Linked DNA regions of Mus musculus: region 1 is linked to region 2. Evidence: chromatin contacts called from public Hi-C data. All regions are on one chromosome and are shown on one strand. Each heading gives the region's core, a stretch centred on a gene start, on an enhancer-like site or on the middle of the called end of the contact. The rest is flanking DNA. Distances are from core to core; before and after follow the strand shown.

What was found. A called contact is a pair of places that touch in the nucleus more often than the background predicts.
Region 1: a contact with region 2 is called in a Hi-C map of uterus, with 3 times the contacts expected there. The contact joins two enhancer-like sites. A contact is called at or near these places in 3 of 484 Hi-C or Micro-C datasets (liver, nephron progenitors and uterus), 2 of 115 datasets of contacts at active chromatin or transcription factors (heart atrium and kidney) and 1 of 9 other capture datasets (pancreatic islet).

What each region holds. Positions count from the first base shown.
Region 1 is chr4:95,741,126-95,745,988 of GRCm38.p6, forward strand. The region is part of intron 7 of Fggy (FGGY carbohydrate kinase domain containing); the gene reads left to right. Among named protein-coding and RNA genes, the nearest start is that of Fggy, 190 kb to the left of the region's middle. Within about 2 kb of position 1,981, at least 30 of the 459 cell types and tissues checked have an H3K27ac peak or open chromatin away from gene starts, as enhancers often do. A contact at or near this core is called in uterus, where this site is marked.
Region 2 is chr4:95,276,322-95,281,545 of GRCm38.p6, forward strand. No RefSeq gene overlaps it. Among named protein-coding and RNA genes, the nearest start is that of Gm32240, 71 kb to the left of the region's middle. Within about 2 kb of position 2,595, at least 100 of the 459 cell types and tissues checked have an H3K27ac peak or open chromatin away from gene starts, as enhancers often do. A contact at or near this core is called in uterus, where this site is marked.

The DNA.
Region 1 (4,863 bases), core at 731-3,230, 460 kb after region 2:
CAGAGACAAAATAAACAAGAGTGCTGCATATGTGATAATTGGGTGGTGTGGTGTGGCTCTGACCACAGGCAAGGCTGTTTTTCTCCAGCACTTCCCAGTATGAGCAGCGCTTCTGAGTAGAATGTCATGTGTTGGGCTTTTAAAGCACAATGACAGACAGAACTGGAGGTGTGGACAGACATGGAGTGTTCCTGCCACACAGTCACCCTGACAGGGTAGATCACAGAAGCAGTCGGGGAAGCTTTCTTCATTGTCTTTTGCAATTGTCCCTGCGGGGACAGTTTCAACCATTTGCCTCACCCAGGTGACAAACACTTGTCTGTGGCTACTACTTGCTTCAGGGAAGAGGGCCTTGTAGTGGGGAGCCACAGGCATTGCGGTTTCCTTGTCAGTGTCCCTGGTCTCTCTAAGGACGTGTCAAAACACACCTTCTTATTTCTGCCCAGGACACTCTGTACTGTCCGAGAGGAGAAACTCCTAGATGGCCCCAATTTATTGCCTAAATGCAGAGCTCACTGACACAAATTTTACCTCCAGAATCTTTGGCCTATGTCTTTTTTGCTAAAGTTCTCTCACGTTCATTAATCAGTACATATGGAAAGTGAGTTTGTGAAGTTCAAAGATAAGAGTAAAGTCCTAGGTTCTTAAAGGACAGAACTCGGGTCTGTGCTGACTGGAGAGGTTGACTGAAGGGATTCTCATTACTGACAATTCTGGACAACTTTTATCCTTATACCTTCTTTTCCCGTCTCTTGTCCCATCATCACCTTGCAGCCAGCTCAGGATTAGAGTATCTGGGAAGGTAGAGAGGCCCAGATGCAAAACTTGCACTCATTATCCACCTGTCATGTTGGGTTGCAGAGGAAAGCAAAAGCCTGAGAGACCTGAGAAGACCATTTGACCATAGATACAATAAAGATAACAATCCAACATGTGCAGACCTGTCTGTTCTGGGTGTGGACCTGGAGATGATCAGCAGTGAGCAAACACACAAGTGTGAGAGATTTGTCTTGTTCCTTCCTGCTTTGTGTTTATGTAGCTTCATAGTATTGATTTGAGATAGCAGGTTTCTGACCAGAGTAAATTCTTGTTCTACCTACAAATGGGCTACCTCTTAAACTTTTATTCTTTGATGGAAAAGATTATCAATGGCTCATCTCTTTTTTCTGTGAAAACTGATGATATATACATTACACATACACACACGCACACATGCACACATACATACATACGCCCCTTAAAGGAAGTTGTTGGTATACTGGTCTGCCACATACTAGGCACCCAATAATGAAGCCTTTCTTTTTGGTTTTCTCACCCCAGAATCTAAATACCTATTAGAAAGGGAAGACCTTAGTGGATGAATGCCTTTCATTTGTGGATGAAAGACATTCACCCACAATTTTTTTTACGTAATTTGTTTATGAAGTTCCCTCCCAGGTGTGAAATATCTCTCAACAGAACTTCCACTTCCTGTCCGGGAGATAGTCAGGCAGAAAAGAAGAATCTAAAGATGCAACTCGCTCTGTCTCCCCAGGTGCCCTGGTTTTGTCTTTCTCGTGTCCTCTAAGAGAATGTGGAATTCAGTACTCTCAGTTGTATAGGTTTCCAGAAACAGCCATAAGTACTGGTTGGATGAATTTAGTGCTGAGACCCCCAAATGTCAATATAAGAGCCTAACTTTGTAATGGGATGCCATGCAGGCCTCTCACAAAGCTGCCTTGACAACCATGGGCTGTCATATGCTTGCCTGACCTGACCAGCTATGGACCCCATATTCTGACCAGGAGGAGGGGTCAACTCTCAGCAGAAATATCCCATAGACTCTCATTCCCAAAGACAGCCTGGGAGGGGAAGATAAAGATCAAAGAGCAACACAGCTCAATTCATGTGTTTTCCAGCTCTGGAAAGAGAGGAGGAAGGACTTTGTGGGAATGAAAAAAAAATCAAAGATAAAAGAACATTTTGTTCTGAAAGGACTGGTTAGAGAGTTCTCCGGCAGACAGGCAGCAGATAGGAGGGGTTTTGTTTGCACTTTGTGGGGGTGGTTCGGCCAGGACTCCTGCTGCTGGTATTTTTCTAGCTTGTAAAAATAGCATTAACTTTGTTCCAGGTCTGTTCTTGGCTCCAGCGCCCCAACTGTCCTGAAAGAAAATAACAACTTCATTTCTCTCTCAGGCCCCACTCCTTTCAGTGGGTCCTGCCTATCACACAGACTTCTGACTCTCCATCGAAGCTTGAAGATGCTGCCATCTTCTTATAGAAACCTTCCCTGGCTCCCTGACTCTCTTTCTTTTGTCTGTGTTCTTGTTGTTATGTTTGCTGGTTTGTATGTCAGTATCATCTTATTTACTCATGTGTAGGTTCTTATAGCACAGTCATTTCATCCTGAGTAGCTGGTGTCACAGTTAGTGACTGGGTGAATGAAAGAATGGCATTCCCTTACCAGTGGACACTCACTTCAGCTGAGGCCGCTGTCCTTTCATACTAGCTGTACTTGGTTCAGTACTTCAGGAAGAAGCATTGGGTCCCAGCAATTCTTCATCTACACCTAAATGTATCAGAATCTCCATAATTTCTGGTTACGCTCATATTAACATGCTCTGGTCAAAATCATACATTTTTGCTAGGTTGAACACAGGTCTTTGATTCTCAACATTGGATTTTCTGTCAGATGTTGCATTCGCTTAAACTGCTCTTCTGAGTTGTGTTGAAACAAAATAAGGATTTTGCATTTTCTTGTTTGTTTGTTTGTTTGTTTGTTTTTCTAATGGCAGAGGAATTTATTTAGCCAGTCTTAGGGAAAGAACTTCTGGTTCTTGCCTTGCTAGGACAAATCACAGTTGTTTTAGTGACAAACCATGCCAGTTACTATCTCACCATTTTCTGTATTCTGGGAGAGAGGGTGGGGAAGCAGCAGGTTTCAATAATGTGATTTGGGGAGTGTTTACTTATAATTATTATACACAGATGTGTATAAGATGAGGTGATTTTATAGCAAGCATTGTTATTAGCAATGGTCTGTTACATTTCTAAACTTTAGACTGGAGAAGCACATTTCTGCCCAGTTACTCCTCAGAGCAACTTTGTAGTTGAACAGAGCAGATGTGCCACCCCTTATTTGGCCATGGGAGCACCTGAGTCTCAGAGTTGAGTTATGAACAGACGTGACTTGTAATCTCACATGAAGTTCAGAAAACAGCTCTGCACATCCTGCTCTCCCCCTGCATTTGTCAAGTGAGGCAACACTGGCTGGTATTCTGAGTTTGTCAGAAACTACGCGGTGAGGTGGAGGCCTGTGAGTAAGCCTGTCTAGTCAGATCCCATAGCTCATACTTATCACTGAGTGATATAGAATGAGGGCCCGATGACTTTGTGGCTCTTCTACTTTTGAATTTGTCCCCTAGATTATCTACCTAAGTAACAGATCTTGAGAAAAGCCTTCCAGTGAGTATCCACTGATAAGCAGCTTTCTGAGCTGGTGGAGACGGGAGGTGAATGTGAGGGAGCAGAAGAGTTTTGGGAAATTGCAGCCTAGTGCACTGGCAAGTAAGTGCTATAATTACAGTTATTTGTGCTAAGTGTGGAAGGCTTTGGTAAAACATGAAATGCTCTCAAAATTGAGACAGGAAATTACAGAAGGATCCCTGGACAAGTGATAGCTTGAACTGCACTCCCAGCAGGCCATGCCATTATCACGACGTGGGAAGTAGAATGCATTTGTTCATTCACTTTTAAACTTTAGTTATGCTTTTTCTAGTAATACACCAATAATATTGGCATCTTCGATAAGAACCACCATACATGGCCATTTCCTACCCATCTTCTAAGGCTCCAGGGCTCTGCCTGTTGCTTCACATACTTTTCACCTGTTTACAGCAATTCTATTAGGTAAAGATTAGTTCCCATGTTGTAAGGCACAAAGCAAGACTTCGAAAATCACATAACTAGTATCTTCCCGAGCTTTGTACTTGAGATTGAGTCCGTGGTTCACATTATTTTCTCTAGGATACTTGATCTTAAATGGGGGCTGACTTTAGGCACCCATGGTCCACCTAGTAGGATCTGGAAATACCCAAGGAGGCAGAATGATCACTAGTCTGTAGCAAATTGAAACCATAGATGTTACCAGCCACAGTGCAACCCACACAGTGCAGTCTCTCCCAGCTGTAGAGTTCACCAGCACTGTGTCTAAGAAGCCTTGCTCTGTCTCCAAGTATCCACAAGGATAATGTGTCCCATTATCAGTTCAGCTTATTTCTCTAAGTAAGCCAAAAAAAAAAAATGGTTTTACTAATGTTGTTGGGTTTGGGGTGGAAGCCTAGAAAATTCACTTCAGATATGGAAGCTTCAAAATAAAAATAAATAAAAAAATAAAAGCTTTATTTTCTGAATGCTCAGGGAGGCAGCCAGTTAGGGATATGAATGGCATCCTCAAAGGAAGATTTATAACATTTGTATGAGATAGAAACACAAAGCAAGGGGGATGGAGTGGGCTATTGCACTAACTGACCATAATGGAGGAAATTAACCTTGGTGACTGACAGTTCCTCGTCCAGGTCACTTGGTTTCAGGGTCCTTGATTGCTTACCTGGTTTCAGGGTCCTTGATTGGTCACTTGGTTTCAGGGTCCTTGATTCAGTTTTTGCAGCCAGGTCCCCCCCTAGTGTCTGGCTGCAATTGTTTAATGATAAGGAAACAAAGCAAGATGCAAGTATAGTCAATTAAGTCAAGACAAATAGCACAATGAAGACTTGTGTGTCTTAGTTTAGCTAACGGGATAGCAGCATCTTCCCTCTTGATAGCCTTTACTGGTTACCAGGCAAACACAAACCATCTGAAGAATTAGCAGAGGAGTTGGATTCT
Region 2 (5,224 bases), core at 1,345-3,844:
ACCCAGATGTACCCAAACACAATCCCATTGTTCTCCTCAGACAGAGCCAGAGGGACACTCAGCCCAGACAGAAGAGAAAGCAACATGTGGCTGGCAGCCCGTGTTAGAGGAAGCAGGAAGCACACTTGGAGGGAAGACAATAGCAGCTGATGGTACAGCTGATGGGAGATGAAGGAACAACATGAGTAAGAGATGCTGGGAAGGGGCTGGACGTGGGTCTCCTGTGACTTCTGCAGCTGCCACGGCTTCCAGTTCAGTCACCCACACTGGTTTAGGTGAGTTGGACTCTATTAAAGAGTAATGAAATGTGTGGTATTGGAAACGTCTGCGTGTGTAGTCATTTGTCATAACATAAATGGAAAACTAAGATACACAGTGAGGGAAGACGCAGACAACATAACTAAGGATGAGGCACACAACTCTTATAGACACATGAAATCATCAAATGTTGGTCCCCACACTTCTATAGCTCTCTCTGGGTAAATACTTCCCCTCTGAGTTAGAATTTCTTCATCTGGAAATAAAGCTAATAAATGTTTAATGTATAGATGCTCAATAAAAGGCAGTAGTCTTCATTTCTTTGTCATTTTCCTACTCTGTTGCCGGCATTTGCTGATTTCTAGTATATACTTTGTGGTCTCAGTCAGTGTTTGATTCCATTCCATGGAAATAAAAGGAATGTTGTACATACTGCCCAAGAGTTTTCCTGCAAGTTAAGGCTTCCCCCTTTACTATAAGAATATGTATATAAATAAAGACTTATTTTATTCTTAAAAAAGGGCAGTAGTCACTACATGACTATTGAAAAGGAATGATAAATTCTGGCAGCTATGCAGTGGGGACAAGTTATAGCCAGGCTTTCACCAACCCCTAGTACCGACTGCTGGTGTGGCTGACCAATGCTGTTCAATAGGGATCCCTGTTGCTCACATCATAGGGTGACGCAGGAGTCAAAAGATAGAGACATGAGGCTGGGGTCATGGCTCAAACAGTGAAGTGGCTGCTGTGAAACATGAGGACATCTTCCCCAGAATCCCCCCTCCAAAGAAAAGGTGGGAACAACGTCTATCTGTAACTTCACCATGGAGGATTGGAGGAGGTGGTGAGGGGCACGTGGAGACAAGTATACTCCTAGCCTTCACACCCAAATCTGTGAGCTCTAGGTTCAGTGAGACACACTATCTTCAATAAGTAGTTCAAGAACAATCATGGAAGGTTCTGGATTTTATACTGACACAAACACATGCATGTACAAGTGCACATACTTCCATGAACAATGCAGAAACCACACATACAAACATATAGATGATTTAAGTTTGTTTCATTCACAAGAAACGTAGAAATCTGTTTGGATGGCATCTGATTTAGTACAAAATCTAGTCATTTTAAGTTTTAAAACCACAAATATATTCTCTATCATCTGTAGAGACCACAGACCCCGACATATAAAAACTGACCTTTAATAGCAAGATAGCTTTCCTTTTCTGGGGGGTGAGGTGACCTTTCCACACACTTGCCCCTCCCTAATTCAGTTCTCTAAACTCTGAAATGGAGTTGCCACCTTCCTTCTCACCACATTGAATTAGCATATGTAAAGGGCTTGGCATGGGGAATTGGTGGTCCAGTAATCGGTAACTAGCAGTGAATAATTTGTTATTGTGGTTACTCACCTCTTAATTCACTTGAGTGACATGTCACTTTCCATGTTTCCAAACCACTTAAGTTCTGTAGACAGGGCTTTGGCTTTGGCTATTGAAACAACAGAATTTAGTGGCTAATAGAAAGTGGACGTTTACCTGAGTCCTACCGTCCCCGACTCATCAGGTTTGTGCTGCAAGCAATGAACCACAGCTTCCTGTCTTACGAGGGTACAAAATGGTGTTTAATCGTACTGAGCCGGTATGCAGATTATGCAAAGTGTAGATGTCTTTATGTGACTCAGAGTGAAGTAGGGGTCAATGGAGTAAAATCACTCAATGGAGTAAGTTCACACTCCTTTAAAAAAAACAGAAAATAAAGCATACAGGTCTGAGGCAGGGACATCACTAAACCGGTTGCCAGCATGAAGCCTTGCCTGCTCCTGGTGCTTGCTCTATGTGTCTTGCAGCTCAGGGCTCAGTGCTGTTAGTGGAGCAAGTTCTCAGTAAACAATACAAGGCCACTCTGTCCAGAAACCTGAGGTGTGAGCTGAGAAAAATCCCTCAGCTCAGAAGTCAGTGGTGACCTTTCCACTGAGACTGTTTACCGAAGCCAGCAGTCTGGGATGGAAGCGTGGGCTCCCCTTCTGAGCACACAGGGTGGGAATTCCCTCCAGAGCCCTGACCGTGCCCCCCTGCCTCGTGGGGGTTTCTGTTAGGCTGAAACTACCCTGCAGAAAGAAGGCAGCTGAAGAAGGGGGAACTCGGGCCTTCTGAAAGAACTTTTCCCCACTTCTTTCTGAAAACTGAACAACCCTCAGAAGAGCCAAATGTTTTCTGACTGGGCGAGCGCACAAGGAACACGCAGGGCATTCTGACTTTGGGATGCTGTGATCCAGGGCTGCAGAACCGGAGCAGAGCAGGTTCTCAGGCCGCCTGGGACAGCTGGAATGCAGCGTTGTTTCCTCTGAATTTATTGGCTTACTCCTCCTTCCCTACCGCCTCAGCCTTGATTTATGATTGTGCAGGCTCGGTGGCTTTGCTCCAACGTTATTTCTTTCTTCAGAAATAAACAAGGAGTTTTACAGCTTCATAACCGCCCCTAAGTTTGTTTGTTCTTCCCTCTGCGCAGCGTGGGCCATGTTTGGTCCCTGGGAAAGTCGTTTCTCTAATTATTTTCACATTTCAACAACTTTTGTTTCTTCTTCTTTCTTGGAGATTTAAAAAAAATGCTAATAGTACATTTGCTTTGGGTTAAATGATACCTTAAACATTTTCCCTGGCACTCACTGGGAGCCTGGGTGACTTAGGGAGTCCTGCTGTCTTTGCTTATAGGGCAATGTGCAGAAGAAAATCTGAAAACCCTGAAACTTCTTCTGGTATGCTGTTCCAGCCGTGTTCTCTCACTCAGTGGCTGGTTATTCTCCCAAACATACTCTATACTCTTCCATGCTCTGGACATCCCCTCCCACTCCTTGACTCTGGCTGCTCTATGCCCTTCTCCAGCTGGCAAACATCTGCTTAACCTTCAAGGCGCAGTTCATACACAAGCATCTTTCTGAGGCCTTCCCAAACTCTACTAACTGTGTGTCATATCCCTGTCCATGTTCTGGAAGGACCTTGCTTACATCTTTTTAGTCTTCTTCCCGACATTCATTCTAGCCTCCAACATCACACCTGTCATATCCGATCTATAAAGGTCAGATCTGAATTTGTTCCCTTCTACCTAGCAGGGTCTGGCCTGTGGGAAGGACTGGGTGGGATTGGACATGGGAGACAATATTGAAGTGATTTTAAGGGAAACCCATTCCATTCTGGTAACTATTGGAGGTGGTGAGGGTAAAAATGGCCTCCTGCATCACTTGGGAGACCATGAATAGAGATTTAACACACATGTAGGAGTGCCCAAGACTAACCTGAATGGGGTAGGAGCTTCAAATGTGGTCAGTTTGGAGTCTCCCTTTCAGAACAGGAGATTCTTGGATACTTCATAACTTCATGCGCCTTGTGTTACATGAAACCCCCTGCTATCAGGCACCTTTGCCATATTGGACCTACCTGGCCCAATGCCTGAACTTGGCATGCTTCTTCCACTATTTGGAATTGAACGGATGCTCATTTTAGGGTGTGCCTGCTCCACCTCTGGCATTTCCCTCACCTGGATTCTGTTGAGTCTGAGGAAGTTTCAGTATGCCTTGAAGATAACCCCACCTTTACCTGCTGGCACGTTTTGTTCAGAAATAGGCAAAGAGGGTGTGAGGCAGTATTCCCTCTTTTAAAACTCCCATGAGATAGTAATGATTCTAGAACCCAAGAGCTCTAGATGCAAAACCTTATTCTTTTATTCAAATCTCTTCTCCATAAATGTATGCCTGCCATGGGTTATGGAGGCCCTAAAGATCCAAAGGTGTCTTCAGTGACATTGTTGTTCTACAGACAATTTTAGAATCAGTGCAGGAAGTAAGTGTGAGAGAAAACTAAAGGGCAGGCACAAGGAGAGTCTGAATCCCAGTGTGGTCCAGGGCTGTTCTCTGTTTCAACTCTTTGCTTGTACAATGGGGTTCATCTTCCATGTTCTGTTTGCAGTGCAGTGGTGTGAGTGCCTATTCCACAGTTCAAGGCTTGGGTTGATAGTATAAACTTATTGTGATATCAAGAAGATGGTCAATAAATGTCGCCTTAATAAATGACAAGAGATGAATAGTTTCTGCTCTTAGCCTGTTTGGGGAAGGACAAGACCACCTACTGTGCTTTACCTATGTCATACCATGTACATGTGACCACTGTGGTCTTAGTTAAGGTTTCTATTGCTGTGATGAAACACCATGAACACAAGCAACTTGGGGAAGAAAGGGTTTATTTCGCTTCTACTTCCAGGGAACAGTTCACCATCCAAGGTTATTAGGGTAAGAAGTCAAATAGAGCAAGAACCTGGAGACAGGAGCTGTTACAGAGGCCATGGGTGGGTTCTGATTACTGTCTTGCTGTTCATGGCTTGCTCAGCCTGTTTTCTTAGGGAACCCTGGGCCACCAGCTCAGGAGTGACACCACTCACAGTGTGCTGGGCTCTTCCACATCAACAATGCCCTATAGGCATGCCTATAGCCTGATCTTACGGAAACATGTTCTCAATTGAGATTCCTTCCTCTCAGGTGACTTTACTTTGAGTCAGTTGACATAAAACTAATTAGTACAACAGCCAATAAGACAAAGATAGCACACTTACCCATGGGATGCCTGGATTCATGAACCAAGGCCTGAGGGGTAGTTGTGGAGTGCTTTTCCTCTCTGTGGGAGAGAGAAAAGTTACTATCCAAGGATGTAGGTAATGCTTTCAGGGGGAGTGTGGCTCAAGCAGTCTTCATGTAACGTTCACATACTCCTAAGTCCTCCCTCCAGGCTTCATAGGAGACTACCAAAAATGGCTTCCTAGAGTTCTGGAGTCTGTGTTCTAAGTTTCCATCTCTGCTTCTTCTTCTTTGTGTGTGTGTATGTGTGTGTGTGTGTGTGTGTGTGTGTGTGTGTGTGTGTGTGTGTGTGTGTCAGAGATCGCCTTGGGGTCATCCTTTCAGAGTTAAGATCCTTTT